Regions from separate parts of the Triticum aestivum genome. Here region 2 is linked to region 1. Evidence: chromatin contacts called from public Hi-C data. All regions are on one chromosome and are shown on one strand. The core of a region is the stretch at or near the end of the contact, and the rest is flanking DNA. Distances in the headings are between cores, read along the strand shown.

Region 1 (5,882 bases), core at 401-2,900:
TCTGTCTTTTACATCATCTGAGCCGTCTAATTTTCACAATCTATTTTCACTTCGTGGTTATTTTTCCTCTTCTATGACTGGTGGGCTTATTATTGTGCTTGACCTGATTAGTGATTTGAATGATTAGTAATTTACCTGAGAGTATAAGTGTCACAAGTATATTCATTAACTGCCCTTGTACAGCCTGCAAATTGATTATGGAATGAGCTTCTGACGGGAAATAGAAAACAAAAAACACAAAAGAACAGTAGGTACCTGACATAGCTCTAGCATGGTAAACTGTTATGAGTGCTTCCAGTCATCTTTGGTGCTGACTCGTATCTGACCATTGCCCTGCTCATCGAGGTCACTGTTGCACCATGACTCACGGCAAGGCCCATTTGCCAAGTATGCTTCAACTGCCAACAGACAAGCAATTTTGCATAAACCAATTGAGGCCCTTTTCACTAATTAAATCTACAAAACCATTTTGTAAAATCCACTGGAACTATCCGACTATAGGACTGAATCAATGAAACATAACAGCAGGTGCAGAAACCACTCTAGACCTTTTTCACAAACTAAAGGCAGCTATTTATGTTCTAATTAACCCTGGGGCTGCAGCTGCTGTTATGAAAATTACTCTCTTCCTATCAATTTTCAGAAAATGGTTTAGAATGATTTCTGAAAATGGTCCAGAGTGGGTCCTGACTAAATTGATAGGAAGAGAAGGAATGGGGGTGTTCTAGAACTATTGCTACACATATGCCATACATCTAAAAAAAGGAAAAAAGAACACCCTAAATACAAACCTAAAGAAAACAGGATAAAATAACCCGATGTATGAACTGTAAACTGATGAGATTATTAGTAGATATGATGAAATATGTATGTACAGGTCATTAATTAATAGATTATGAATAGCAAGGATTTTGCAAAGAACAGCAAGACCCGTCATCCACGCTGGCCATTCCCATCCACGGGAGGAGAGAGCCAGTGTGTGTGTACTGTGTACGCAGGGATGGGAGGGGCTGGAGGAACAGATGAGAATCAAGGAAAAGGGAAGGGGAGGAGAATCCATACCTTGGTCCTCTGACCGCTGCAACCCGTGGTTGAAGGTGAAGAGGCGGTGGCGCAGGCGTGGTTGGGGGAATTTTTCGGGGCTCTTCGTCCAGCGGCGGTCGTCCAGGTCGAGTTCCTCCTCCGCTTCTTGGCAGTGAGCGCCCGGGGCGCCGTTGAGCTCGTCCTCCCGCGGCTTCTCCCGGCGCTGCTCACCTGCGAGCGCAGCGGCGACGACGGGGCCGGCGGATCTGCGAGCGCCATGGCCATGGCCGTCGCCTGACCCGCTCGCTCTTCCTCTTCTCTTCTCTTCCCTTCCCGTCGCCTGACTCGCTCGCTCTCCCTCTTCTCTTCCCTTCCCTTCCCTTCTGAAAACGGGAGGGGGGAGGTTGCGGGCGAAGGCTGGCCGGAGGAGACGGGCGCGAGTGGCGGCGGCTGGCCGGGCGGAGGAGGTGCGGAGGAGGTGCGGCGGCGGCTGGCCGGGTGGAGGAAACGACGACGGCAGGACAGGGAGGAGGGCGCGGTCTAGCTAGGGTTCGGAGGGAGAGAGAGGAGAGGGGCGCAGGTGCGCAGCGCGAGTGCTAGATGGGGGAGATGGCTTACCTCCATCGGAGCGGCTGCCTTTTATACGCTCGTATGCGAAATGACGAAAATGCCCTCAGCGGGGCACATATTAACAGGCGGTGGCACGATCACTATTCATGGCGTTTATAGGGCGACGTGGATGGCTCGGTTCTGCCTAGCAGTTCTTCAAGGTTTATATGTTTAATTAGTCGCTGCCAGCCCATTAACTTGTGGGCAAACAAAGCCCAAAATGTTGGCCCGTAACCCCTCCCATCCAACTGTCACTCCTCAATGCCTAGGGTTCGACCAAACAGTAGCATATCTTGGTATATTACATAGATGAGAGCATGAGACTATGGTATAGTACATAAAAATCAGATATATATCGGTATGTTCCTATTTTATCTATAGATTCGTGTTCGACCGATTAATCTAGTTAATAGGCCGATTCACCGGTTAATCACTACTACCAAGCCGACCGAGCAGCTACCAGTTACCGATTTCCAGAACAATCTACGTCCAGCCACTTTTCGAATGGACGGCGTGAGGGCTGGAAGGCCTTGTGGACTTGCCCAGCGCCCCCCAAGGTGTTGAGTTTTGCATGGTGCCTAGCAAACAACTCCCTTGCAACTTGGTGTAACAAAAAGAGACGGAGGCTGGAAGTCAATTCCTTGTGCCAGATCTGTGGTTTCGATGATAAAGACTCCTTCCACACGTTCTGTACGTGCACAAATGCAAGAACTTTATGGCGTACCATGGCTGTTGTATGGACGCTACCTGAAGCATCGAGTATCAAACCAACTGGGTCAAATTGGTTCATCCAATTTATCTGTGAAATTGATGAGGCTATAAGGGTGCGACTGCTGATGTTATTTTGGAGAATCTGGCACGTAAGAAACGAACTCATTCACTCCAAGCCCGCCCCTAGTGGATGTCTCAATCATGTTTTTGTCAAACTATCTATCATCTTTGCAATCTATAGCAATTCATTCAGATGATGACCTTCTAAAATGAAGGGCTCCAGTTCAGTTTTGCTACCCCCTTACATCACACACATGCAATATTGCCTCCACTGCTTTAGTCCCATGGACTCCCCCGGCGATTGGACGTGTCAAACTCAACACAGATGGTTCCATTTTGGACGGTGTTGGCGGTATGATACGTCTCCAATGTATATATAACTTATAAAGTATTCATGCCATATTTACCTAAGTTCTACATGGTTTTGGTGCACTTTTATATGATTTTGATAGACTAACCTATTGACCTAGTGCCCAGTGCTTGTTCTTGTTTTTTGGCTATTTTTTGTTTCGCAGAAAATCCATACCAAACGAAGGCAAAATGCCAGTAAAATTCGAGGAAGGATTAGAAGATCCACGAGGGACTCACGAGCTCACCCCATGTGCCCTAGGGTTAGGACATGCCCTCTAAGCTCATGGGTCCCACGTAACTCCAATTGGTGTGAAACCAACGCTGGAAATTCTTATAAATTGGGAAACCCCCAGAAAGAAACCTAGAACTTCCACGCCGCCATCACAAGCCTTTGTTCTGAAGCAATCTCAAATGGAGGCCTTTTCCGACACCTTAACAGAGACGGAAATCATCACTGGAGGCCATGTTCATCATCCTGGCGGTGTCCATGATAAGGAGGGAGTAGTTCACAATCGGGGCTCAGGGTATGTACCAGTAGCGATGTGTTTGATCTCTCTCTCCCTCTCTCTCTCTCATGTTCTTGATTTGGAACGATCTTGATGTACCATGGGCTTTGTTAATATAGATGAATCATATGATGTTCTTCCCTTCTATCTTGTTGAGATGAGTCTTTCCCATTGAGGTTTCATTATTATCTGATTGAATCTTTTGGATTTGAGAACACTTGATGTATGTCTTGCATGCGGATACCCCTGGTGACATGGGGTATTCTATTGAGTCACTTGATATGTGTTTTGGTAATCAACCCGCGGACTCCCGTGGTGACTGATGTCTACTACGCAACCTTCTTCTTGTAGACGTTGTTGGGTCTCCAAGTGCAGAGGTTTGTAGGACAGTAGCAATTTTCCCTCAAATGGATGACCTAAGGTTTATCAATCTGTGGGAGGCGTAGGATGAAGATGGTCTCTCTCAAACAACCCTGCAACCAAATAACAAAGAGTCTCTTGTGTCCCCAACACACCCAATACAATGTTAAATTGTATAGGTGCACTAGTTCGGCGAAGAGATGGTGATACAAGTGCAATATGGATGGTAGATATAGGTTTTTATAATCTGAAAATATAAAAAGAGCAAGGTAGCAAGTGGTAAAAGTGAGCAAAAACGGTATTGCAATGCTTCGAAACAAGGACTAGGGTTCATACTTTCACTAGTGCAAGTTATCTCAACAATGATAACATAATTAGATCATATAACAATTCCTCAACATGCAACAAAGAGTCACTCCAAAGTCACTAATAGTAGAGAACAAACGAAGAGATTATTGTAGGGTACGAAACCACCTCAAAGTTATTCTTTCTGATCGATCTATTGGGCTATTCCTATAAGTGTCACAAACAGCCCTAGAGTCCTAAAATAACACCTTAAGACACACATCAACGAAAACCCTAATGTCACCTAGATACTCCAATGTCGCCACAAGTATTCGCGGGTTTGATTATACGATATACATTACACAATCTCAGATTCATCTATTCAAACCAACACGAAGAACTTCAACGAGTGCCCCAAAGTTTCTACCGGAGAGTCAAGATGAAAACGTGTGCCAAGTCTTATGCATAAGTTCACAAGGTCACATAACCCACAAGTTGATCACCAAAACATACACCAAGTAGATCACGTGAATATCACATTGTCACCACAGATAAGCACATGCAAGACATACATCAAGTGTTCTCAAACCTTAAAGACTCAATCTGATAAGATAAATTCAAATGGAAAACTCAATCCATTACAAGAAGGTAGAGGGGGAGAAACATTATAAGATCCAACTATAATAGCAAAGCTCGTGGTACATCAAGATCGTGCCAAATCAAGAATGCGCGAGAGAGACATCAAACACATAGCTACTAGTACATACCCTCAGCCCCGAGGGTGAACTACTCCCTCCTCGTCATGGAGACCGTCGGGACAATGAAGATGGCCACCGGTGATGGTTTCCCCCTCCGGCAGGGTGCCGGAATGAGCTCCCAATTGGTTTTCGTGGCTACAGAGGCTTGCGGCGGCAGACTCCCGATCTAGGTTTTGTTCTGGAGGTTTTGGGATATATAAGAGGTGTTGGCATCAAGAACAAGTCAGGGGAGTCCACGAGGGGCCCACAAGGTCGGGGGTGCGCCCTAGGGGGGCCCACCCTTGTGGTGGCCTCGGGACTCCTATGGTGCATCTCCAGTACTCCTTGGGCTTCTTATGGTCCAAAAACAATCTTCGTAAATTTTCAGGTCAATTGCACTCCATTTGATATTTCTTTTCTGCAAAACTCAAAACAAGGAAACAACAGAAACTGGCACTGGGCTCTAGGTTAATAGGTTAGTCCCAAAAATCATATAAAATAGCATATAGATGCATATAAAGCATTGAAGATAGATAGTATAATAGCATGGAACAATCAAAAATTATAGATACGTTGGAGACGTATCAAGCATCCCCAAGCTTGATTCCTGCTCGTCCTCGAGTAGGTAATGATAAAAACAACATTTTTGATGTGGAATGCTGCCTAACATATTTATTTATGTAATATTATTTATTGTGGCATGAATGTTCAGATCCATAATATTCAAAACAAAAGTTTAATATTGACATAAAAACAGTAATACTTCAAGCATACTAACAAGGCAATTATGTCTTCTCAAAATAACATGGCCAAAGAAAGATTATCCCTACAAAATCATATAGTCTGACTATGCTCCATCTTCATCACACAAAATATAAAATCATGCACAATCCCGATGACAAGCCAATCAATTGTTTCATACTTTTGATGTTCTCAAACCTTTTCAACTTTCACGCAATACATGAGCATGAGCCATGAATATAGCACTATAGGTCGAATAAACGGTGGTTGTGGAGAAGACAAAAAGAAGGAGATAGTCTCACATCAACTAGGCGTATCAAAGGGCTATGGAGATGCCCATCAATAGATATCAATGTGAGTGAGTAGGGATTGCCACGCAACGGATGCACTAGAGCTATAAGTGTATGAAAACTCAAAAAGAAACTAAGTGGGTGTGTATCCAACTCGCTTGCTCACGAAGACCTAGGGCAATTTGAGGAAGCCCATAATTGGAATATAC
Region 2 (5,975 bases), core at 1,104-3,603, 420 kb after region 1:
GCGAATTTGACCGAAATTCGCCATGTTTAGCCGAAATTTGACTACTCTTTTATCATAACCTCGCCGAACGTCCTTTTTTAAAAAAAACACTCGCCTGGAGGCGGCCCTAGGGGCCGACGGCTGGGCGACGACTCGCCCCAGGGCCTTTCTTTGCGCCGGCTTACCCCAGGCGACGCTTTTAAACGTCCAGGAAGGGCGAACGGCTGGAGATGCCTGATAGTACTGGCCCGATCGAGCGGCGCGACGAGGGAATCCGCGCACGCAGACGTATGGGCGCTGCCTCCCCCACGCGCGCTGCTCGGGCATCTCTGCTTTGCTGTAGCGGTAGACTGGCCGGCTAGTCCAGGAGGCAACAGAGTAGTAGATTCTCACGGTAATTCCTGCTCCCTTTTTACATTGTAAATAAAAAATAACATGCCAGCTCCATGACCATTTTGGGCAGAATGGCAGCTAGTTTAAGAACCATGCCGTCGTATGGACTGGGTTTTCCCTAAAAAGGTTTGTGGATTGAATTTGTGTCCCGTGTAGCACGGACAGCCAGCCCGTAAAAAAAACCAAACCACCCGGACGCCATAAATTAGCCTCAAACTTTCAGGCTGACTTGCACTCCCTATATCCAACCCATTTTAATGTATGGTGGATATGAGGCGGCCCGAGTACGTCCGCCACGTCGGGCTGATAGTCGGGTTTCACATGTAAACGCCCGGAAACTCATCGATCTGGTGTGCGTCTCCTCAGGTGGGGGTGTGAACGTCATGTGGCGCCCCTCCGGCTCGCTGCCAGAGGGTCAGAGCCTGACTATTTAAGCCATACGGTGTCCCAGGCCTACCCATATCCATTCCCATCCTCTCCGTGTGTCCGGTTTCTCTACAAGAACGGGCTAGGCGCGTCTTTCGGTTTGTAGCAGATCTGCCTCCCTCACCATAGCTGGAAGAGGAGCAGCAGCAGCCGGAGCAGGAGTCGCAACACGTGAAGGAGGAGGAGGCGGCAAGGAGCTGGCTTCACCATGGCGGAGTACGAGGGCATGCCAACTTGAATCATATAGGATTAGTAATGAGTGTTTGATGCCACATGAAAAACGAAGAAATTGTAAATAAAAAAGTTAGCGTGGGTGTTAGATTTTCTATAACATGCAACACAAAAGATTTTTCCTATGAAATCAAATCCTATTAACGAAGGGCCAACATAAAAAAATTACTAACGATTTCAATCCTCTATGAATCCTATAGAATTCCTTTGAATCAAATATGGCCTACTGCCTTGTCTGTCTCTGCGATTATTCAGCTTGCGGCCCCGGCCCACTTGCGAGTACTTCAATCGGGACAACAAAAATAGTCCGCGCGAGCCCCGGCCGCAGGCACGCGAGAGCACGAGGCCACGGCGCCGCCGGTACTCGTCGTAGGAAGGCGAGGTCAGACGTCACCCACTTACATGTGGGCTCGATGCCGAGTTGGCCCCGCGTTTCAGTGAACAATTCCGTGAATGGGTCTCCCCCAGCGTCCCAGAGTATGCTAGATCGAGGAAGAAAAGTCGTCGAGCCCACCTCCACAATTATACTGGACCAAACTAACCTCCGAGAGCCGGGTGTCACTGTGGGCCCGGCTACGCGCGCGCCATGCACGTCTAGCTCGGTGCATGCGGGAGGTTTGGCGGACACGCATCGCATATACGCGTGCACTTTGACTGCATCGCTCTCATGTGTAGGTCGAGTCCTCGGAGTAAAAAATTCTCCTAGTGCACAACTTTTCTCAACACGAACAAAGCTCCTCTTCTTCAACCGAAAAATAAGAACAAACATCATCTCCGATTTACAAAGGGTCGGCAGACCACTATTTCAACGGGCTCGTGACAAACCAGGTCATACATACATACATACATACATACATACATAGAAATAAAACACGTAGACAAACGCTACCTTTTATAAAAGCTATAAATATAAACAAAACGCTACTCGACACATTATTAGCAAGAAAAACGTAACATGAACAGCGCCGTCAACGTTAGCCACTTGTCCGCCACGTGGCCGCTCACCGGACGGCCAGGGGACTCGCCACCCGCGGCCATAAACCATCCTAAACACTCGAAAGCGACCCAAGCCCGCCATAGATGAATGAAATGACCGATGACAATATCTTCACCGTGACGAACCGAGCAATGAGCTTGGGACATGGTCGCCACGTGCGAACCGAGGATAGCAAGCTCGGAACATGGTCGTCACAGGCAAAGCGATGATAATGAGCTTGGGACATGCATGGTCGCCATATGTGAAGCGAGAATAACAAGTTTGAAACGTGGTCGTCGCGGGCAAGGCGATGATAATGAGCTTGGGACATGGTCGCCACGGTTATGTGAGTCTTGTTTGTGGCTGGACTTCTAACTAAAATGCTATCCAATTTTGCAAACCAACATGCATTTGTGTCTACACATGTACTAATTGTTTGTCTTGTTGCTTTACTCATCAGAGGAGTCCCTTAAGGGTGACAAGGTTATTGACATAGGTCAGAAGGTTCTCAATGGTAATTCCTAACCCTTTTGCTTATATCAAAAGAGATATCTGTCAATACTGTAATGCTTTTATGTCGAAATGACTGTTCAGTCCAATGCTTACTAGCATCTCTGTTTATCGTTGTTACATTGTTGCATTATATTTATATAGTCATATGTTGTCTTGGTATTGTAGTGGTGCTGTTCTCTAGTACATTTTGGTAGTACTGTATATCAGTTGTGTTCATCTATGGGGTATTTTGATCATCTTGCACTGAACTAGTTCTGTATCTATTCTTAGAACAGCACATCTAACAATAACCTCTCCCTCTGCAGATGGGGGGGGGGGGGGGGGGGGGGGGGGTCGGCTTCACTGGCACTTTACCAGAGAAGATGGAGGCACCATCTGGTGAGATCACCTCTGGTAATTATCCAAAGTTCCCTTCCCTTCAAGCATCAGATCCGCCTTTTACCTATGCCAGATAATCTCATGATTGTGATTAATTTCTATGTATGTTATCCTAGTAAGTTTTTGTCAGATAAGGTTCTACTATCCTATAGTAATTACCAACCTTTTCTATGACACTTAATATTTTCTATCTGTTGTGTTATGCTGCTCTCTTTACAGTGGTTGCTCCTTTTTTTTATATGATAGTACTCCCTCCCGTTCTTTTTTTTCTGAAGTCAAATTATCTCTACTTTGACCAAATTTAAAGAAATTTCTTATCAATGTTCATAATTACCTCATCTGCTTTTAGGGATCTGGTCTCAGTTCTGTCTACCTCTGCCTTTGCAGACAAGGCGGCCGGCCTCACCAACGGCCTTGTGGATTCATCAGAGACAACGGATGATGTCCACCTCCCTGGGTTCCTCTCAGCAGGTAAACGCATCTCCTTCTTGTCGTTCCCCCTTCCTTCACGGATCTGTTTATTTCTGCTGCTTTTTGTTGTTGGTACATTAGTTGATCTGTGCCTTTAATTGCCTTTGCGTTTTGGATCTTTGGCAGCAATGGTTCAAGGTGTTGGTTCTTACTCCAAAGATCCTGTTAGCACACATTCAACCACAACCCGATCGTCGGTGTATTTTCTTGATGTGGATTGGAGTGAGCGTTTTTCCATATTATATCCGAGTCCTTATGCTGTTACATACTTATTTGATATTCAATTTTTTGGTGGTGGTGGCTTAATTTTTTTGCAGGTGGTTCCTTGAAGTTTTTGTTTGTTGAGAACCCAACTAAGAATTACCCATGGACTGGACATGTTGTTAAACCTTTCAAGCCATTTGGTATTTTTCCTGTTCAACTTTTTAATGTCACTTTTTTTCCAGTGTATGGTATATTTTTGTTGAATTTGGCTTGTCTTGAATTATTTTGTGTCTTCAGATTTAGACGCTATGCACAAGTGTGCTGCTCGGCTTATTATCAATGCCTTTCCTGTTGAGGTTGAGGAGTTCTTGGAAGGTGAGTAAAGTTCATTTTGCTTTATGTGACTGGTGTGCTGTTCATTTATTTCCGAATCTATTTTTTTTTTGTGAAAGTTCACTGTTGATTTCTTTTCCACAGGTATCAAGTAGAGCCAGGCATGATTCGTCCATTTAAGGCTGCGCGGAAGCTAAAGGGACACCATCTCGCCATTCGCCGCCCTACCGCTCGTCGCGCACAGAAGCACCGTGCAAAGATACAGGGGGGTGGCTTTTACGACTCAGGCCCCATTTCCCATGGGAGTTATGGGGCTTATGGCTTTGAGCCATAGGTTACTGTCTGCCCGGTGCTGAGTTCTTAAAACGAAACCCGTCTTATAACTAGACACAAGAACACCTACACACAGTCGGTTGATAAGAAATGTACCTTTAGCTTACACCAGGCCTAGGAACACTTTGCATAGAGGATGATAACTTTCTTGGCTTTAACCAGACCAGGGATCTCTTTGCACATGAGTGGATTTTGTGAATGTTGTTTCAATGAATGCATGATGGAATGAAATGAATGTATGGCATCAGCCTATGTAGATTACTCTCCTTGTGATGTTTGAAAGCGTTGTGTTCATAGATGGGGTTTCTTCGGTGCAGTTCAGATGTGTGATGTGTGTTGGTGTCGATTGCATTCTCTGATTTTTGTGATTCTGCTTGCTATAGAATGGCTGTGCCGCTCTAGTATGTGAGCATGTAGGTTTGGTAGGCCCAGGCGCCCAGTTAATTGAGCGCAAGATGATATGATAGTCTGTTCCGCTTCAGATCATGGTCCGATGTGTGCAAGTGCAGACTCCCAACCATGCTGTTTCTTCTGATTTTTTCCTCTCTGTATGGAAGTTTCTTCTACGCAATACCTCCTGTTGTAATGCTGAATATACTTTATGCACACTTCTCACGACATAATGAATATACTTTGTTTTCTTCCTTCTAGTTTTTCCTTGCTTATCTTCTGTCACATACATGGACTGACAATGATAATTTCTTCCGTCTTGTCTTACCTTGGTAGAGTATCGTATTGAACCATGCCATGGAGCGTACACATATTTAAGAAATTAGCAAAACCCAGGCTTATAATCATGCCCACTCACACTGACACCCGGACCCCACCCCAACAAGACCTCGTCAACGTGGCAGAGACGTCTTTCCCGTTCCCGTTTCATTCACAGCTGTCGAAACCTTTGCCCCAGTTTCAGCTTCAGGTTTAACAGCATTGCGCGTTTCTCAGTTTCGTCAGAGTGTATCTGTCAAGCTCGATCTAAGGTCTGACGAAGAATTTCAGGAATTAAGTGTAAAAATAGCCCCATAACGGCCTTGCATTCCAAGAAATCACCGTGGACCAGCCATATCGGCGGTCACCGCATCGGTTACAACTTTAGGGAGGTTTACCGACCACACATGGAGGCCGGCATTGTCGTCCCGCCTACCAATAGCCGCTAGTTCTTGGGCAGGAACATTACATAGGCGTGGGCAGTATGTGACTTTCCACTCAATAAAACCCATTTGGAGAAGGTATTTGATCTCACGAAAGAGGGTGCCCAGGTTGGACCGATCCAGTGTAGTTGTCGTGACAGCCTGCTGGACTCCGGTGCAGTCAGTTTCAAAAACAACCCGTCCCATTCCATGGTCTTCTGCTAGCTTCATTGCATACATGAGGGCACACGCCTCGGCATGCAGGGCTTCGCTCATGTGTGCAAGTTTTCCTGCTGCCGCGAAGATCACCCCTCTTGAATGGTCACGGGCGATGCAGCCCCAGCCTGCGTGCCTGGACTCCGGGTCGAAAGATCCATCAAAATTTATCTTGACAACATCCGTGGCCGGGCAAGTCCAAATGGGCTTTGGTTTTGCGTTGCTCCTTCCTTGCTCCCCAAAGAACATACGTCATTCCGCGATGTGTTTTGCCAGCGTGAAACCAAACTCCTGGGTCGAGGCTCTATGCGCGTTGTGGTTTGCCTTGTTCCTTTCCGTCCACCACATCCATAGGAGGCAGATCGTATGTAGCTTCTCATCCTTAGGCATAG

What was found. A called contact is a pair of places that touch in the nucleus more often than the background predicts.
Region 2: a contact with region 1 is called in a Hi-C map of leaf, with 4 times the contacts expected there. The contact joins the promoter of LOC123087482 here to the promoter of LOC123110063 in region 1. A contact is called at or near these places in 2 of 5 Hi-C or Micro-C datasets (both in leaf).

The regions. Positions count from the first base shown.
Region 1 is chr1B:98,154,247-98,160,128 of IWGSC CS RefSeq v2.1, forward strand. It overlaps LOC123110063, which reads right to left and starts at 1,651. Exons shown (of 7, transcript XR_006453141.1): 1 at 1,063-1,651; 2 at 256-398; 3 at 136-184.
Region 2 is chr1B:98,568,737-98,574,711 of IWGSC CS RefSeq v2.1, forward strand. It overlaps LOC123087482, which reads left to right and starts at 2,354. Exons shown (of 7, transcript XM_044509501.1): 1 at 2,354-2,521; 2 at 2,845-2,911; 3 at 3,284-3,367; 4 at 3,494-3,589; 5 at 3,685-3,771; 6 at 3,869-3,948; 7 at 4,050-4,493. The coding sequence starts at 2,881. The coding sequence ends at 4,238.